Linked DNA regions of Macaca mulatta: region 1 is linked to region 2. A link is a contact called in public Hi-C data. All regions are on one chromosome and are shown on one strand. The core of a region is the stretch at or near the end of the contact, and the rest is flanking DNA. Distances in the headings are between cores, read along the strand shown.

Region 1 (4,948 bases), core at 758-3,257, 130 kb before region 2:
TAACTACCTCACTATATTGCCTCCCATAAAATCAAATCAGTCTATGATCAATGGTGTATATTATGGACATAAAGATGCTCATATAACCTAACTGAAATTTAGAGTAAGCATCAACTCTTAAAGAAGATTTATAGGAGTGATTATCTTTTTAATAAACTTCTAATTCCATAAGATATACTCTATAAATAAAAGACTAAGTGATCTTCACTTCTCTTTATTTTACTGCATTTCCCATATTTTCCATAATCCACTTTATAATGAAAATTCCTTTAATCAATAAGTCAATTTCAGTTTCAAATGGATTTTTCTATGTTGAATGAGATCCTCCAAGTTTTGCTAAATTTATTAGCAATGAGTTTCCTATGGAGCTTGAAAGAAATAAATTGTTATTTAATTATCTACAAAATTATACAACAGGAAATTAAAGTACTGCTATCAAATGTTAAAGCCAACAATCTACTATGGAGCAAAACGTTTACTGTTATAGAACCAGAGGTCTTCAGAAGAAACACCGATCAGGCCTCAACACTTCCAAGTAGTGAATGAGAACTTACAATACCATTTGGCTGTCTCAGTCAGTTTTCCGATGTCTGATTTTAGTGACGGGTAAAAGCCATTAATTCTGAAAAGTCATTCTTTTGCATGTATCTGTCCATCTCCTCCTTCCTCTCACATACCCTCTTACTGCAAAGTCCACATGGACCACTTAGCATCTGACATTTTCTCTCCTGGCTCTAGTCCCTTCATACTTTCATTCTACATAACTGGTGTAATATACAACATTCAGAGAATTGCAACAATAAAAGCCTGGCAAGTTATTTTGCAATGTACCCTGGCACGCAAACATAAGTGATTAAAATGTTTTGCTGCTGTCACTAACACCCTTTTTATAAGAAGCAGTTATCAATATAGCACAAATTGCTACTCAACTCACCTAAACCTCACCCAAACAAAGAGAAAATGAATTAAGTAACAAAAATGCCTATATGAAAGCTTCCTTGAGGTATTTAAAACAGGCAAGGGGGAACAGACCGTCAAAAGTCCAGAAAAACGTAACATTTTTTACTTTTCTCCGAAATACCTAGATTTTCTGTATAGGAAATGACCCTGGTCTGAACTCCACGCTGAGCAAGTGAAACGCCGGTGAATTATCGATCTGTCGTGGGAATCCGGTCTCCCTTCCTCCTTCCGCTGCAGCTACTTCTACTTCCCAGCAGGAACTGAGCGTCGAAATCCTTTAACTCCAAGACTAAGCACTGCAGTTACCTCTCCGGGACACCCATTCAGCCCCCACCCCGTTACACCTGCGATGCTGACGTAGGCAAGCACTTCTTTTAATAATCTCACCCTGACAGAGTGAAGACCTACAGTATTAACTGCTGTAAAAGTCATCCCAACTGCGCTCTCAACTGAATGAGACTTTCCAAATCGAAGTGCAAGTTGCTGTAGAAGCCCCAGTGCATTCTTCTTTGAGAGATTAAAGCCCCAGAAAGGGCTGCATTTAAAATACACACACACCCCTTTTCCCAGGGTTTTCTTAAACTACATTTGGAGAAAATGCTGCCCCACACAGACACACTTGCCTTATCACCTTCCCCACCATTTCAGGCCCGGCTGCCCCGGAAGAGTCTGGTTAAAAGGAAAAGAGAGGAAGCGGGGGCTGTATGTTACGTTCGCGATTTTGTACCCCCAGAGTTTCAAGTACACATTACGCTCTGGCAGTCAGGGATTCCAGAGAGGCACAGAGAAAAAAGAAAGAAAAGGCGCGGGGAGCCGGCTGGAGGATTCTGCAAGCACAGGCCCCGATGGAGCGCCCGTTCCGGAGATGGGATTTCCCTCCCTTTCCCCTCCCCCGCCCGTTCGGACCCGCGGAATTCCGCCCCCGCCGCGAGCCCGGAACAATGCAGCCGCCCATCCCGGGGACCCGTCACTTACCACCCAGGTCAGTGCACCGTTGCCGCCGCCCACGCCGGCTCCCGCGCCGCAGCCACCGGACTTGGCCATGGCGAGTGCCTCCAGCTCACAGGCCCCGAGGCCGCAGCCGCCGCTCCCGCCTCCCTGCGGGCCGCTAGGCCCAGCCGCTCCGCACCCACCGCTCCACTCGCCGCACTCCTAGCCGCGCCGACCCCCGCGCCCCATCGCGAAGACCCGGAGCGGACGTCCAGCCGAGCCCGCTGAGGAGGCCGCGCCGCCGGCTGCCCTCAAACTCGAGGCGCGGCGTCCGCGTCGCCCGGGCCTAGCGTGGCGGCTGGGGAAGAGAAAGCTGGGAGCGACCGGCGACCGCCGAGCGGCGGCGCTGCCTTCTCGCCCGCCCGCGGGCGCCGCTGCAGGCCGGGCTGAAGCCCAGGCGTGCGAGCCGCGAGGGCGGCCGGGGAGCCGGAGGCGCTCGGACGTGGCGAGGACGCAGAGGTGCCTTGTCCTTCTCACACTCCGCGAAGGCCAGCCGCTCGAGTCGCCAGAGTAGTCGTCTCGGTCGCCGCCGCTGCTTCAAAGGCCACCTTAGTCAGCCTCCCTGCAGCCCCGGTTTCCTCATACACACACACCGAGAGGGACAATAAACAGAGCCGCCGCCGCCGCCACGGTCACCTCCCTCTTGTCCGGCATAACACCGCACACACACATTTGCACACCGGGAAGAGAGGGAGGGCGCGGCGGCCGCCCCCGCTGTCAGTCAGCGCCATGCTGTCCAATCGGGGCCTTGTCGCCACAGCCTCTCGACCAATCCCAAAATTCCAAGCCCCCTGGAGGGGCGGGACCCGAGGGGAAAACGTCATTGCGGGTAGCAACCGAAAGGAAGACTTGGGGTTTTTGTTTGTGTGTGTGTCTGTGGGTTTTCCATTTGAAGGGAGAGCAGGGGCTGCTGTCAAGGGTCAATTGAGGGCGGCAAAGGGAAAGGGTCGAATTGGCCTCGGGTCGATTGTAATCCTCCAAGCGTGCTGTTTACTCTGAGACCTAACCGGGAAGCCGAAGCGTTTCTTTGCCTGGGGCCTCTAAGGATGAGGATGGGGGCGGGGGTGGGAGTGGGCGTGGGGGTGGCAGGAAGCAGCCGGGGGCCGTCCCAAAGGGAAATTATTTTTAAAGAGCGGTTGTAAACCGCAGGCAAGACGTTGTAGACCACTGGTGCAAGGAGGCCCCGTGACCCGGTCTCCCCAAGGGCCTAAGTGGACGCTGCTGTCAAAAACAAATCATCTCAGACCTTCTCCATCTCCGTCCTCCCTCTCCTCCCCTCACCCCAAAAGAGGATATAGTCAGTTTCAAGAAAACTACACATGAAAAGCTTAAATGATAAGGGACACACAGAGAACGTTCTAGGGAATGAATGCAGGGTGGGTTGAGTGTTCTATTTCTACTCTTTGTTGACCTTTCTTCTCTGAACAATGCGGAGATGTCACTGTCACTTTTCTCATGTGTCCAGAACTGTGCCCCCTGCCTCTAAGAGGGCAGGCTTAATTTTTAAAACCGCTTTCAGTGGAATTTTCAAATGCACAGTAAAGAATAATTTCATTCACATTAAAGCTTTCTAAGAATGAAAATTACCGATACAGCAACACCACAGTCTTTGGCAGATAGAAGATGGCTTTACTTCTTCCTGTTTTTCAGTGTAATTCCACTCAAGTATTTATTGGGCGCACACTCTGCCACGCTGTGCCAGGCTCTGCGATGGGTTCAAAATAAAAACAGGGCCCCTGATTTCAAACCATTTATAACCTGGCTTGTGAGACAGACTAAAAAGGAGCCAACGATCACCAAAATGAGAACTTGAAGGCATGAAGTGCCACCAAAGAGTTGCGATGAGAGCTTTTTTAAAGGTGGAAACAGTATTACTGTTTTTTGAAGAGGTGTTTTTGTGAACTTCCAACTGTGCATTTCCTCTCAAGGGAAAACAAAAATGTCCCGGGTCACATCTTTAAACTGCGTTCTGAGTCTAGAGGTGGAGAACTCTGAAACATGGAAATAATTTAAACACAGTTTTTTTAAATTAGCTCTCTGATGGCCATGTAACTTTGCCATACGAGGGACTTCAGAACAGTGAAGTCTTTACCTTGAACTTGGGGTGCAAACTTTTCTGAACCTGACCAAGTACCGATAGCCTTGTTATTTAACTTCCCTGAGCCTCAGTTTAGTGCTTGTTAAAATGATCTTGTGTTCTTACTGTGAGTTTGCATCTCCAAGTACACATGTATTTTGTTTGAAAAGGGGTCAATGTTAAAGGCAATGAGTTTTTTAATGAAGAGTATTAGGTAGAAGCTAAGCTATAAAATATATAGCTGTCTCCTTTTTTAAACTTAAGTTGTCAAAGCTCTTTATCTTCAGTTTTTTGTTGTTATTGTTTTTAGAGACAGAGTCTTGCTCTGTCACCCAGGTGGGAGTGCAGTGGCACAATCTTGGCTCACTGCACCCTCCGCCTCCCAGGTTCAAGCGATTCTCCTGCCTCAGCCTACCAGGTAGCTGGGATTACAGGCGCCCGCCACCATGTCCAGCTAATTTTTGTGCTTTTACTAGAGACGGGTTTTTCACCATGTTGGCCACCCTGGTCTCAAACTCCTGACCTCAAGTGATCTGCCCGTCTTGGCCTCCCAAAATGCTGGGATTACAGGCATGAGCCACCGCACCTGGCCTAGGTTCAGATTTTGAAATGAATAAAACAATATATTCAAAACTCAAATAGATTAATAAAAACAATGTTCTTTTCACTTGCCTCTTATGTGAGGCATTGAGTCCTTTTGTCTTCTCAGTATGAAAAAAACCCTTTAATAAGTGTTATTAGTTTTAAGAAAATATTGACTTACCCAGAAGAATTGCAAATAAGAATTGCTGAATATACATGAAAATCAACATTTTTAAAGCAGAGATTTGTGATGAGTGGAAGATGGAATCTAGATTAAAAGTATCTCGGCTTCTTTTTTTTTTTTTTTTTTTTTTTTTTTGAGACAGAGTCTCGCTCTGT
Region 2 (5,001 bases), core at 270-2,769:
CTTTTTTGAAAGATTTTAATTTGTCACCTCTTAGCCAAGATGATTTGTGATATTACAAAAGAAATAGCACATTAAAATTGTATGTTTCATATGAGTTCAGCTTCAGAAAAAATATTGTAGGTATTTTCTCACTATTATTTTAAAGACAGCAATGAAAAGAGATCAAGTTTAGGTACTTACTCATCAAGTGTTAGTTTTTTTATAACACATGTGTTTAATTCTTCTTAAAGTAACTCTATTTGTCACTGGATGAGGATCATACTAGAGGTGACTGGTTAGGCCTGGGACGAAGGTCAAACTGGATTTTGCTTAATTATTTTAAACAAAATAGATTTCCAAACTCATTTAAATCCAGGACCAACCTGGAAAAGCTAAGCTTGACTCACATTCTTCTGTAGGGGTAGGAAAGAATGCAGAGGACTCTACTTGGAAACAATGGCTTCAAGAGGCATTGCCCAGAAAGAAACATAAATATGACTAGAAGGTCCAGATGAAGATTCTATGGTCAACCATTTTTCTAAAGAAGAGCAAGGACTAAACACGCCTGGGATAGCATGTGAAAAACAGATGTTCAATGAATACCATCTTGTCGACTTCTTGCCTTTTTTACTTTTTCATGTTGTATTTTCCCTTTATCGATTTGCAATCCGCTCTGAGCAAAGTTAATGAATTTTTCAGACACTTAGAAACAAATGTCTCCAGTGTTACAATGGGTGTGATATTTTTAAGTATTGTCTCGAATCCGGTGATAATTTTTTTTTTAAGTGAAAGAAGTTTATTAGGAAAGTAAAGGAACAAAGAATGACTACTCCATAAGCAGAGCAGCCTGGTGACAACTTTTAAAAAGTAAAAACTTTACTACAAAAACATTTGTTTATTGTAGAAAAGCTTTATTAAATAAAGCTAAGCAAAAATGAGGGAAAGATCACAATCATTATATATCTTGCAGCTCTTTAAAGAATTATTTTTGAAAAAACGGATATATACTGTTTTGTAACTATGTCTCCTAACAAATAGTCTCAACATCTCATTAATAAATATTCACCCATAGAGTTATTTTAAACGGCTGCATGCCATTTGGATGTACCACAAGATACACAACAAATTTCCTGATGTTGGCCATTTTGGTTAGTTCTACTTTACTCACAATTACTAATAACGTTCCGAGCTATAGCAATAACTTTGTGACTGCAGTCATTTCCTTAATTCTTTCTTACAATTCCAGTAGAATACGATGGTGTCCCTTCTCCGACAAAAAGGAATATTTGGGCATTATCACTGGCAAAGAAAAATGCCTTTTTGATGGGTGAAAATGCTATCTCATCGCGTTATTTGCAGGTCCTTAATTATCGGCGAGTCACTGAGGTTCCGAGAGAAGAGTCTCTGCTAAGGCAAACAGCGACCCAGCCGCCTCCCAAGGTCTGACCTCCGCCAAGGTGACGCGGCGTAAAGTCAACCGGCGGAAGGGGAGTCGAACGGGATGCGTGCGCGGGAGCGCGCATTAGCGTGCGCGTGCGCGTGCGCTCGAGCGCGTCATCGCCTAGGACAGTGGCGAGTGTGTCTGGAGCTGTAAACGTGTTACAGGTATCGCTCGCTACCCTCCTCCTTCGACCCTCCTTTCCTCCTTTACAGTCAAATCAAGTCGGGGTTGAATTTCGAGAGGGAAGTCCGAGGACTTAGGGCCTGATTTCTTTTTCTGTCGCCATGCTTCTTCAGTTGTGTACATGTGTGGTGGTGACTGAGAGGCAGTACAGGGAGTGACTACGCCCTATTACTCCCGCCCCTGGCCTTTGTAGTACCCTTGAAGTGATCCACCAGTCCTAACCCCTCCTTCCACAGATGATTCAATTGGAGAAGTTTAGAGGGGTGGAAAGACTCGCCCCCTTCCCCCAGTCGCAAGCTTGGACACAGAGTCTGTTGCCAACCCACGTATCCAGACGCTCAGTCTAGGGCTCTTGGCCCTGGGTGGCGTTTTGAAAAGGCTCGTTATCCTTAATTATTAAAGATTGATAAAGCCCACTTACTTAAGATAATATGCCCTGAAATGTGTTTTCTGTGCCACTGACACCAGAAATGCTATTTAGAAGAAGTTATCAGTAATCCTGACAAAGGATGCTTCCTGCAACTCATATCAGGCTGGAGGTGCCTTTATATTTTTCATTGAATTACTGTTTTGGTGAATCGAATGAATCATCAATTCATTTATTTGTCTTCAAATGTCTGAGGGCACTTACAGTCTAGAAAAGGAGATAAGTTTAAACAGGTAGTTTGATGTTAAGGTATAAATTGAAATTATGTAACATTTTCCCTGTGTTCGTTAGCAGCTCATATCAAGCACCCAAAGGAACACCTTGGATGTCTTTCCTTAGGCCCTTAAGCTATATAAAAGAATACCTCCTGGGTGTGTTGTGGTCTTTTACAGGAATGTGTTTCTGATCATCTGAATCTCAATCATGTCCAATTGCCTGCAAAATTTCCTGAAAATTACAAGCACTCGTCTTCTGTGTTCAAGATTATGCCAACAGGTAACAAGAAGTAAAAGGAAGTTTTTCGGAACTGAGCCAATAAACAGATTGCATAGGCGAGTTGTCATTACCGGTATTGGCTTAGTGACTCCTCTTGGTGTTGGAACTCACTTGGTTTGGGATCGTCTTATCGCAGGAAAGAGTGGAATTGTTTCACTGGTTGGTGAAGAGTATAAGAGTATCCCTTGCAGTGTTGCTGCTTATGTGCCAAGAGGCAGTGATGAAGGTCAGTTCAATGAACAAAACTTTGTGTCCAAATCAGATATCAAGTCCATGTCTTCTCCCACCATCATGGCCATTGGGGCTGCAGAATTAGCCATGAAGGATTCTGGCTGGCATCCTCAGTCAGAAGCTGATCAAGTGGCTACTGGTGTTGCAATTGGCATGGGAATGATTCCTCTTGAAGTTGTTTCTGAAACTGCTTTGAATTTTCAGACAAAAGGTTACAATAGAGTTAGCCCATTTTTTGTCCCTAAGATTCTGATCAATATGGCAGCAGGCCAGGTCAGCATTCGATATAAACTCAAGGGCCCAAATCATGCAGTATCCACAGCCTGTACCACAGGAGCTCATGCTGTGGGAGACTCTTTTAGATTTATAGCCCGTGGTGATGCTGATGTGATGGTGGCTGGAGGTACAGATTCTTGTATTAGCCCTTTATCTCTTGCTGGGTTTTCCAGAGCCCGGGCTCTGAGCACAAACTCAGATCCCAAGTTGGCCTGTCGACCATTTCATCCAAAGAGAGATGGTTTTGTAATGGGAGAAGGTGCAGCTGTGCTGGTGCTGGAAGAATATGAACATGCTGTTCAAAGAAGAGCCCGGATCTATGCAGAAGTTTTGGGCTATGGACTCTCAGGTGATGCTGGTCACATAACTGCCCCTGATCCTGAAGGAGAAGGTGCCTTAAGGTAAAAATGGGTTTTTTCCTTCAAAATATTTCTCCAAATAAGACACTTTAATGGGAGTCCCAAATTAGGGAAAATTGTAGTGTCTGTCCTTGGTGTACCGAATCTCTATTGTTTTAATTTTTAGACTAAACAAGATTATTTAATTCTTTGCTTAAGATATTTGAAGTATTTCAAAGCATTTGAACATCCTTACAAAATTGCATTTGAGTTAAAACCAGTGGAGTTGCGAAAAAGACCATGTGTGCCTTTGCCAACTTTTCACGCCTCCATTTGTGCTTAAGCATCAGTGTGCTCCCTCACAAAGTCCTCTTCTTTGACCCTTCATCAGACTTGGAAAGTAAAGTCAACCCTTCTAGATGTGTCTGGTCTTTGCTCCATTTCAGCAGGATTCTGTTCTTTTCAACAGAATTCTGTTCTTTTCAAATCAGCACTTCTCAAACTATAATCACTTAGGGATCTTATTTAAAATGCTAATTCTGATTCTGTAGGTCTAGGGTGGTGCTTGAAATTCTGTTTTGTTTTGTTTTTTTAAAGACAGGGTCTCTCTTTATTGCTTATGCTAGTCTTATCTCACTGCAGTCTCTAACTCCTGGGCTCAAGCAATCCTATCACCTCAGCTTCCTGAGTAGCTGGGACTACAGGAATGCACCACTGAGACCAGTTTTTGTTTTTGTTTTTGTTTTTTTTTGTAGAGATGGGGTTTCACTTTATTTCCCAGACTGGGAGATTCTGTAGTTCTAACAGGTGATGGTGATACTGCTGGTTTAAGGACTACATTTAAGTTAACTGTTATAGATTAGTGCTTTTAAAATGAAAATAAAAAAGTCCCTGATAATGTGTTAATAGATAGCTAATAGCTATTAAATCATACTATGTTTTACTTAGTTAAATTAGCCAGAGTTAGCAACCTTTTCTGTAATGGGAAAAATATAGTAAATATTTTTGGCTTTGTGGGCCATGGAGTCTGTCGCAACTAATCCATCTGCCATTGTCATGTGAAAGCAGCCTTAGACAGTATGTAAATGAGTGGGCATGAATGTGTTCCAGTGAAAACTATTTACAAAAATAGGCATCTAGCCAGGGCCATAGTTTACCTACCCCTAAATTATATGTTTGAATTTTTATTTTGTTTTTGTTTGATTGTTTTTCTTTTTTCTTTTTTTTTTTTTTTTAATAGAGTTGGGGTCTTGCTCTGTTGCCAGAGCCAGAGCTGGTCTCAAACTCCTGGCCTCAAGCAGTCCTGCCTTGGCCTCCCAAAGTGCTGGGATTACAGGCGTGAGCTATCATGCCTGGCCTACTTTTGAATTTTAGTGAGTAGTTGCTAGTGCTAAAAATGTCAAGCATAGTAACAAAATGGATGAAGAAATGGTTATGTTCACAGGAAACCTTTCAGCGTACTTCAAATTATACCCTGAACTGGCTGTTAAGAAATATATATACACACAAACACACATACATACCTGTATATTTCTCTTAGGAACTAAAGGAAGATGACATCCAAAACGTTTTCAGAGGTTCTTTCAGATATATTTTTTTACTCTTAAGTTTGTTTGGCTTAGATTGCCTTT

Evidence for each region. Hi-C and Micro-C count contacts between places; a contact is called where the count stands out from the background.
Region 1: a Hi-C map of liver shows a contact between it and region 2, with 3 times the contacts expected there. The contact joins the promoter of TOP2B here to the promoter of OXSM in region 2. A contact is called at or near these places in 4 of 14 Hi-C or Micro-C datasets (CD4 T cells, fetal cortex germinal zone, fetal cortical plate and 1 more).

The regions. Positions count from the first base shown.
Region 1 is chr2:22,809,121-22,814,068 of T2T-MMU8v2.0, reverse strand. It overlaps TOP2B (DNA topoisomerase II beta), which reads right to left and starts at 2,007. Exons shown (of 36, transcript NM_001265701.1): 1 at 1,936-2,007. The coding sequence starts at 2,004.
Region 2 is chr2:22,681,790-22,686,790 of T2T-MMU8v2.0, reverse strand. It overlaps OXSM (3-oxoacyl-ACP synthase, mitochondrial), which reads left to right and starts at 1,519. Exons shown (of 3, transcript XM_001091681.5): 1 at 1,519-1,584; 2 at 2,423-3,433. The coding sequence starts at 2,454.